Regions from separate parts of the Sus scrofa genome. Here region 1 is linked to region 2. The links are chromatin contacts, called in public Hi-C maps. All regions are on one chromosome and are shown on one strand. The core of a region is the stretch at or near the end of the contact, and the rest is flanking DNA. Distances in the headings are between cores, read along the strand shown.

Region 1 (3,874 bases), core at 1,335-3,834, 320 kb before region 2:
CAATGAGCATCCATGAGGACGCAGCCTCAATCCTTGGTCCCGCTCAGTGGGTTAAGCATCTGGGCATTGCTGTGAGCCGTAGTGCAGGGCGCAGACACAGCTTGGATCCTATGTTGCTGTGGCTATGGTGTAGGCCGGCAGCCACAGCTCCGATTTGACCCCTAGCCTGGAACTTCCAAATGCTGTAGGTGCGGCCCTAAAAAGACAAAGGAAAAAAAGAAAGCTAATGGGGAAATCATCAAGTCATAAAAATGCTGCTGGGGACCCACGTTTTCACTGGTCCCTGGCATTTCCACAGTCATCGCTTCCTTTCTTTACACATCCAAAGGCTTAGAAATCTCCAACCAGATGCATTGTAGTGTTCTCCTCATGTCTCATGAAACCCAGGGGGAAAAGATGTAAAAAGAGGGGCAGGTGGTTCAGCATTTTTTTTGGTTAGACCCCGTTTTTTGGTTCTCTCTTTCTCTCAGGCCTGCGCATGTGGGCCAGTGTGAATTTGCATGGTTACCTGCAGACACAGTGCTCTAAACTTGGCCAAGCATTGATGTCACTCACCAAACTCATAAAGTAACCAGGTCAAATTTCTGCTCCAGATGGTGGATTTAGCCTTAGTAATTTATAGTCACACCATGAATGGCAAGTTGGGATGTCAAGCCCTGTAGTCATACTTATATTAGTGGTGTTCCCTGCTGAGGATCTAGTTTATGCTGTCGCCTTTCAAACTTGTGTATTCTTTCACCACTAATTATATAACCATTGCAATTTCTGCTTGTCTTCTGCTTTGAAAAAAATAATGATTTTTTTTTTTTTAGGGCTGCAGCTGCGGCACATGGAGGTTCCCAGGCCAGGGGTCGAATCGGAGCTGTAGCCACTGGCCTACCCCACAGCCACAGCAATGCAGGATCTGAGCCATGCCTGCAACCTACACTACAGCTCACAGCAATGCCAGATCCCCAACCCACTGAGCCAGGCCAGGAATCGAACCGGAGTCCCCATGGATGCTAGTCAGATTCGTTAATTGCTGAGCCATAACAGGAACTCCAATATAGTGATTCATAATATAGGTTTTTATATGCATGCTTTGAAATGTGCAGTGGACCATCAAACACAGAAATTGTGAGCTTTATATATTCATTCATTCATTCATTCTTCTGAGTGCCTAGCACAGTGCCCAGCAGGCAGAAGTCAATCAATATGTGTGTGTGTGCGCGTGAGAGAAAGAGAGAGTGACTGAGAGAAAATAATACATAATATCCTTTTTGAAAAATGTGCCAAAGGTGTGTGAAGTTGTTTTATTTTGTTTTGTTGAAGCATAGCTGATTTTACAGTTGTGTTAGTTTCTGGTGTATAGCAAAGTGAGTCAGTTTAATATATATATTCTTTTTCAGATTCATTTACATTATAGTTTATTACAAGTTATTGAATGTTGTTCCCTGTGTTATTACAGTGGGTCCTTGTTTTTCATCTGTTTTATATGTAATAGTTTGTATCTGCTAATCCCAAACTCCTAGTTTATGCCTCCCCCCTTCCTTTTTGATAACCATAAGCTTATTTTCTATGTCTGTGAGTCTGTTTCAGTTTTGTAAATAAGTTCATTTCCAGCATTTGATTACATATATTAATGTGATATTATATGATATTCATCTTTCTCTGACTTCACGTAATATGATAAGTATTAAGTACGTACATCCATGTTGCTGCAAATGGCATTAGTTCATTCTTTTTTATGGCTGAGTAATATTCATGTATATCTCACATCTTCTTTATCCATTCATCTGTCAATGGACATTTAGGTTGCTTTCATGTCCTGGTTATCGTAAACAGTGCTGCTGTGAACACCAGGGTGCATCTTTTTGAATTAGAATTTTGTCTAGCTCTATGCCCAGGAGTGGGATTGCTAAATCAGATGACCACTCTATTTTTAGTTTTTTAAGGAACCTCCATACTGCTCTCCATTGCGGCTGCACTAATTTACATTCCTGCCAACAGTATAGGAGGGAGGGTTCCCTTTTGTGAGAAGTTTTTAATGCCCCAAAACATTAATCCCAAGGCTTAATGCCAGGCACAATTTTAAATGCTTTACCTTATTGGCACGTTTAATCCTCATAATAGTCCCTAGAGGAGCTTTTCATTGTCCATGAACGAACTGGATGCACGTGAAGGTGGAGGGAATTGTCCATGTCAGTGAACGGCAGAGCTAAGGTTTGAACCCAGGCATCCTGTGGTCAGAGATTGTGCCTGTCACCATGATCCTGCCTTGCCTCTCAAGTTGTGATGCTGCCAAAGTTCTTAGGTCCCCGGGAGGAACATGATATAAAGTGCATTTCATTAAAAAAAAAAAAAAGATAGCCTCTTTGTTCCAAGTCTGTTCCAGGCTCAAGTGAATGTTTGACATTTGGTGTAAGAGTTAGTAAGTGGGATCCATCAAGGTACATACGAGTGTACTGGAGTCTTTTCTCTGCTGATTTCCTATCTCATAGTTCATGTTGCATGTAAAATACCTCTGGAGTTCTTTGCCCTCAAAAGTCCACACAAAGGGCCCATGTTTTAATGACGTCAAGTGATCAATCTTTGTACGGTAGTCTTATCACAAGTGTTACAAAACTATTTTTCCTGTGTTTTGAGTAGCTATCGAGACAGTTCCAGAGCCACAGCTAATTCCCATTTCTATGACGCTTCCTTAGCCTATGGTGGGTGTTCACGTCTAGACAGTCTGACCATAAAACTAAACTGGAAGATAAAGGACTGTGAACCTGGATCATGGATTTGGTTCCCAAAGCACCCCCGTAGTGTTCTTTCTTCTTTGTAATTTTCAATTGTGTTCATTAATTATGAAAGTAATACATAACTGTTGTCACAACTGAACTAATGTGAAGATATGTAAAAAACAGTACTTCCTCAACACACATGCACACGCATGCACACGCACACACACCTATACACACACACAATAGTAACAGCCAAATATTTATTTTTATATTTATCTTTCACATTTTCCCTATCTTAGTGAAAACATATACAAACGTAGATACATATATTGTTAAACACAGTAGTGTGCATTTTAAAAAAATTAACAGACTTCATTTCTAAAATGCAGTTTTAGGTTCACAACAAAATTGATTGGCAGGTGCATAGCGTTGCCATAAATCCCCTGCCTCTGCACAGCATAGATTCCCTACACAGAGTGGTACCATGGTTACAATCGTTACAATCGATGGCTACATCGCAGGCTACATGCAATGCATTTTTTTTTAATGTAACAATATATGATGTTCCCAATATTTGACTATTTTGATCCGTAAGATTGGTAATTTCACACAGTTCAAAATAATAGCAGGTCCATTGATAGAGATTTCAAAATATAGGGGTGTGTGTGTGTATTTTTTTTTTCTTTTTAAGGCTGCACCTGTGGCATATGGAAATTCCCAGGCTAGGGGTAGAACTGGAGCTGCAGCTGCCAGCCTATACCACAGCCACAGCAACACCAGATCTGAGCCGCCTCTGTGACCTATGCTGCAGCTTTCAGTAATGTTGGTTCCTTAACCCACTGAGTGGGACCAAGAGTTGAACCCACATCCTCATGGATACTAGTTGGGTTTGTTTCCACTGAACCACAATGGGAACTCCCTCAAAATAATTTAAAATAAATGCACAGATGCACAAAATTCTATCATGGTTATTTAACCATTTCCTTAGGGACAGTCAGATTGTTTCCAGTTTTGGGGAGCACAAGGCTTCAGTAATCATCCTTCACCATCTCTCTTTTTAAAAGAATAATTGTTCACAGCTCTATTCCATTTTCTCAGAACGTAACTTGGCACATGGAAAGTGTTCTCTAAACATTTGTTGAATGACTAAGCGAGTGAAGGGGCTC
Region 2 (4,152 bases), core at 826-3,325:
ATCGGGCTTAGCACGTGCTTTGTGTTGGCCAAAGAAGTGTGAGCAACAGGTACACATGTCGTGTTAGGAGAGAAGATTTACAAATCATTTTCGGCCTTGTCACAGTCTGTTTCCTTTTGCCTTGGGCCCAGGTAGTGACTGGTAGTTGGCCCTGGATTCTCATGCAGAGGACAAAGGTGGTTGAGGGGCAGGGTGCCCAGCCAGTGCACAGCAGACAAGCATTATGAGCAACACGTAAAACTCCCATGAGGTCTGGGCAGCAGACCTAAGTCTATGCCAACTAGTAGGTTGGACGGGGAGAGAGAGAATTGGGGTACTGAGAGGTGCTTCTGCTAAGTGTGCCTGGCTAAGAGTCTGGTTACTAGACCTCTAAGTCCCATCCAGTGCCTGGACACTTAAACCAAGTCTCTCATGGTAGCATTTTGTTGAGATGGTCCTTTTTCCTCTCCATTCCATCCCCATTAAATCCAGTGGTTCCCTCTCAGCCTCACCCACCTCTCTGCTCTCATTACCTCCCTCTTCATATCATCTGCTTCAGTCGGGGAAATCATAGAAGTTCTGGGTTTGGGAGTTCCCGTCGTGGCGCAGTGGTTAACGAATCCGACTAGGAACCATGAGGTTGCGGGTTCGGTCCCTGCCCTTGCTCAGTGGGTTAAGGATCCGGCGTTGCCGTGAGCTGTGGTGTAGGTTGCAGACGCGGCTCGGATCCTGCGTTGCTGTGGTTCTGGTGTAGGCCGGTGGATACAGCTCCGATTAGACCCCTAGCCTGGTAACCTCCATATGCTGCGGGAGCTGCCCAAAGAAATAGCAAAAAGACAAAAAAAAAAAAAAAAAGAAGTTCTGGGTTCGGCAGGAAGCTCTGCTCATAGTCTTGTTTTGACCAAGCATTTACTCTCCATTGGAGCCCTTTGTATTTGCCTCAGGGATCAGGATTTGGGAAGCTAAAGCCAGGAAATCAACATTTATTTTTTTTTCTCAGCTTCAGCCCTGTCACATCAAGCCCTAGAGGCAATGAGAACAGAGCCTTAACTAAGCTCTTTGAACAGAGGACAAATAAGCCATTGCTTACTATTTCACAATTCTTATGATGCCACAGATTTCTGAAACATCTTGTTTGGAATATCAGCTACGGCCCATTAAGTAAAGTAACCTCAACTGTGACACACCTGTTACTGAGCCAAGGCTCTTTTTTTTTTTTTTTTTTTTTTTTTTGTCTTTTCTAGGGCCGCACTCATGGCATATGGAGGTTCCCAGGCTAGGGGTCTAATCAGAGCTGTAGCCGCCAGCCTACACCACAGCCACAGCAACGCCAGATCTGAGCTACTTCTGCAACCTATACCACAGCTCACAGCAATGCTGGATCCTCAACCCACTGAGCAAGGCCAGGGGTCGAACCCAAAACCTCATGGTTTAGTCAGATTCGTTAATCACCGAGCCACGACGGGAACTCCAAACCTAACCATTTTAGAAGTATTTTGTTTTTATTTTCTCTCTGAAGTGGTTAGCCAAGATAGGACTTCATTTCCCTCTCTTTTGCAAGGCTTTGCAAGAAGGACCACTTACCATCAATTTTGCTTTTTATTCAATGGATTTTGCACTTTCCCTTCAAGCTCTGTTTCGGCTAAAGTCAAAGTATTCAACATTTTCTAGAAGATGCTATCATGGGTTGTTAGCAGGCAGAAGTTAATGCCGCTGTGGTTCTATATTTTCTTCATGGGGTGATAGAAATTTCACCAGTTCTTTGAGGAACACTGAAAATTTGGCTTTACACTTGGGGCCTCTGTCACCCAATACTTTAAATAATCTTCCAAATGTCAGCTGTAATGCTATCTCTCCCTGCTGAGACAAAGGTGGGCCTAAAATGAGCTAGAAAACGACAGCTGGATCGATCAGGCGTTCTTCAAGGAAGATGCCAGAAAATCTTGATTAATACCATCGTTCCCTCTGGAATTAATTTTCAGTTCTCCTATCAGGTGTGTTGATAGAAAGCGGTCAGACAGTTCTAGTCATTGCTTCGGATTCCGGTGCTGTCCTTCATCAGGGCCTCTAATGAAGTCTGAGCTGTAGCCTGGGGTTGATGCCAGACTGGAATGCAGGGAGGCTGAAAGCTGACACCAGTTCAACCAAGCAAAGGGCCTTGGCTAAGGTTGTCTCCATGACAACCTGAGTGTTTTCCTGGTGATGCATTTACACAACAGGGTTAAAGTTCTGTGAAAGCAACAGCTGTTGTAAAAACAGTATATTAAATATGTTTAGGACTGTAAAATGGGCATTCTTTATTGTGGCATTTCATTTGAGGAAATTCTGCAAATGCACAATGGATTTTAAAACAGAATTGCTAAGTGGCAGGATATTTCTTTGGTCAAATCTCTATTTTATTCTTGTTTCTGAAAGGGAGCAGGAGAACATTTCTGATGATCTTTTTTTCCCCTGTCATTTATTTCTTGTAAAATTATCTTCTCACATCAAAGTATTCAACCTACAACCTCGGATCCCTTCATACTGGCCAGTATGTTTGCAATAAGTCACCTGGCAAATAACTTTGGAGAAGGAAAGCAATCTATGAGCCCTGTAACTGAAATCATTTGTCATGCTTCTTATTGGGGTTTGTTCTTTTCTACTCACAAGCTTTCAGTTTTTCATGCTGACTGATCATTCGGACAGGTATTCGAAAAACAAAACAAAGAATTTTCCAACAGTCCGAGAAAGACATTGATTTTTTTACAATAGAAACTTCTTTGTCTGCTTCTGGCAAATCTTATGCCCCCAGGTTGATGAGACGGACGATACCCAGATTTGCAAGAGGGAAACCGAACGTAATTCAGAATTCTGCCAGTTGGTGAGCAACTCTGTGGCATTATGAACAGAGTGACCCCACCATCCAGTTGTCATGGACATCTGGAGTTCACTGTTAAAATCAATAACATCTTGGCAGACCAGGACTGGTTGGTCACTCCCACCTTCAAAAACATTGGGCAACATCTGTTAGTATGCCAGACTCTGTACTAAGGGAATGGGATCCAGAGTCAAATAGTCCTCACTCTGTTCCCATCTCCCCCGGTTATTTAGTGAAAAAATGTAGTGAATAAATTTTGGCTGTCTACCTGAGTATGTGCATATCTATAATAAGAGGTGATAAAAGGCGTGCCTTCCTTTCCGGGGTGTTGTGAGCCAAGGCACGAGGGCATGGCAGGACCCCTTTCTGCCCCAGGTTGCCATCTTGGTTGGGCTGGAGTGGCCATTTGCCGGGGGCCTCCTGTTTTCCTCCTCTCCTGGCACTGAGTGGCCAGCATTGGCCAGGCAAGCCCATTCAAGAGGTGCCCCTCCTGGAGCCTAGAGGTGGAAAACGCAAGAGTCCATCCACCTTGGCCCCATCATGTCAGATCCAGAAAAACCAATTACATGGCATTTTACCCTTGCTTCTTTCCATTCGGAGACTGAGCTGAGAAAAAAAAAAAAATTTGTTTACATCCGTGGACTTTCTAAGCCTCAGAGAATATTGGCTGTGAATATTTTTCTAAATCAAATAACCAAGATGTACTGGTTGCCTGGCTACTCTGTAAAATGTAGGTGGCCCTGGAAAAGCCAAGGACACATTCTCCCTTTCCTTGAAAACAAACACCATAAGTCCACTCCCTCTATTTATGAAGAGGGAAAGGAGACACCTAGCAAAGCTTCTAGGAACACATCTCAGAAATAAAAACAGCAGTCAAAAGAACGCACATCTTCCATTGTACTCTGCCCACCAAGATTTCAAGATGAAAATCTTCCAGTCTGGCTGAATTCCCCAGCAGCATGTTCCAATAATGAGCATGGAATCCCCCTGTCAACCACACAGAGTAGAAACCCCATGCTTGAGTCTTCAATGCATGCATGCATGCATTCATTCATTCCCCCAGTATTTGTTGAATGCCTTTTACATCTCAGGCACTGATCTAGGTTCTGCAAAAAGAGCAGTGGTGGGGGTTGGGGTTGGGGGGCGGGGAGAAACCAACACAAGATCCTTGCCCTCATGCAGCTTAGTGATGGAGAGGACACTGAAACTCCACCAACACACATACCCAAAAATATTTCTTCATGAATAAATTCTTTAGAACAGGATTATTATAAGGTCTTCATTTCAAGGTTTATAGATCAAACTTTCCTCCCAAA

Evidence for each region. A called contact is a pair of places that touch in the nucleus more often than the background predicts.
Region 1: a Hi-C map of liver shows a contact between it and region 2, with 8 times the contacts expected there. The contact joins two enhancer-like sites. A contact is called at or near these places in 5 of 47 Hi-C or Micro-C datasets (embryonic fibroblasts, liver and skeletal muscle) and 1 of 2 datasets of contacts at active chromatin or transcription factors (skeletal muscle).

What each region holds. Positions count from the first base shown.
Region 1 is chr10:28,900,296-28,904,169 of Sscrofa11.1, reverse strand. No RefSeq gene overlaps it. Among named protein-coding and RNA genes, the nearest start is that of ZCCHC6, 93 kb to the left of the region's middle. Within about 2 kb of position 2,584, at least 1 of the 83 cell types and tissues checked has an H3K27ac peak or open chromatin away from gene starts, as enhancers often do. A contact at or near this core is called in liver, where this site is marked.
Region 2 is chr10:28,581,529-28,585,680 of Sscrofa11.1, reverse strand. All of the region lies in intron 1 of LOC110255610 (a long non-coding RNA gene), which reads right to left. Among named protein-coding and RNA genes, the nearest start is that of GAS1, 74 kb to the right of the region's middle. Within about 2 kb of position 2,075, at least 25 of the 83 cell types and tissues checked have an H3K27ac peak or open chromatin away from gene starts, as enhancers often do. A contact at or near this core is called in liver, where this site is marked.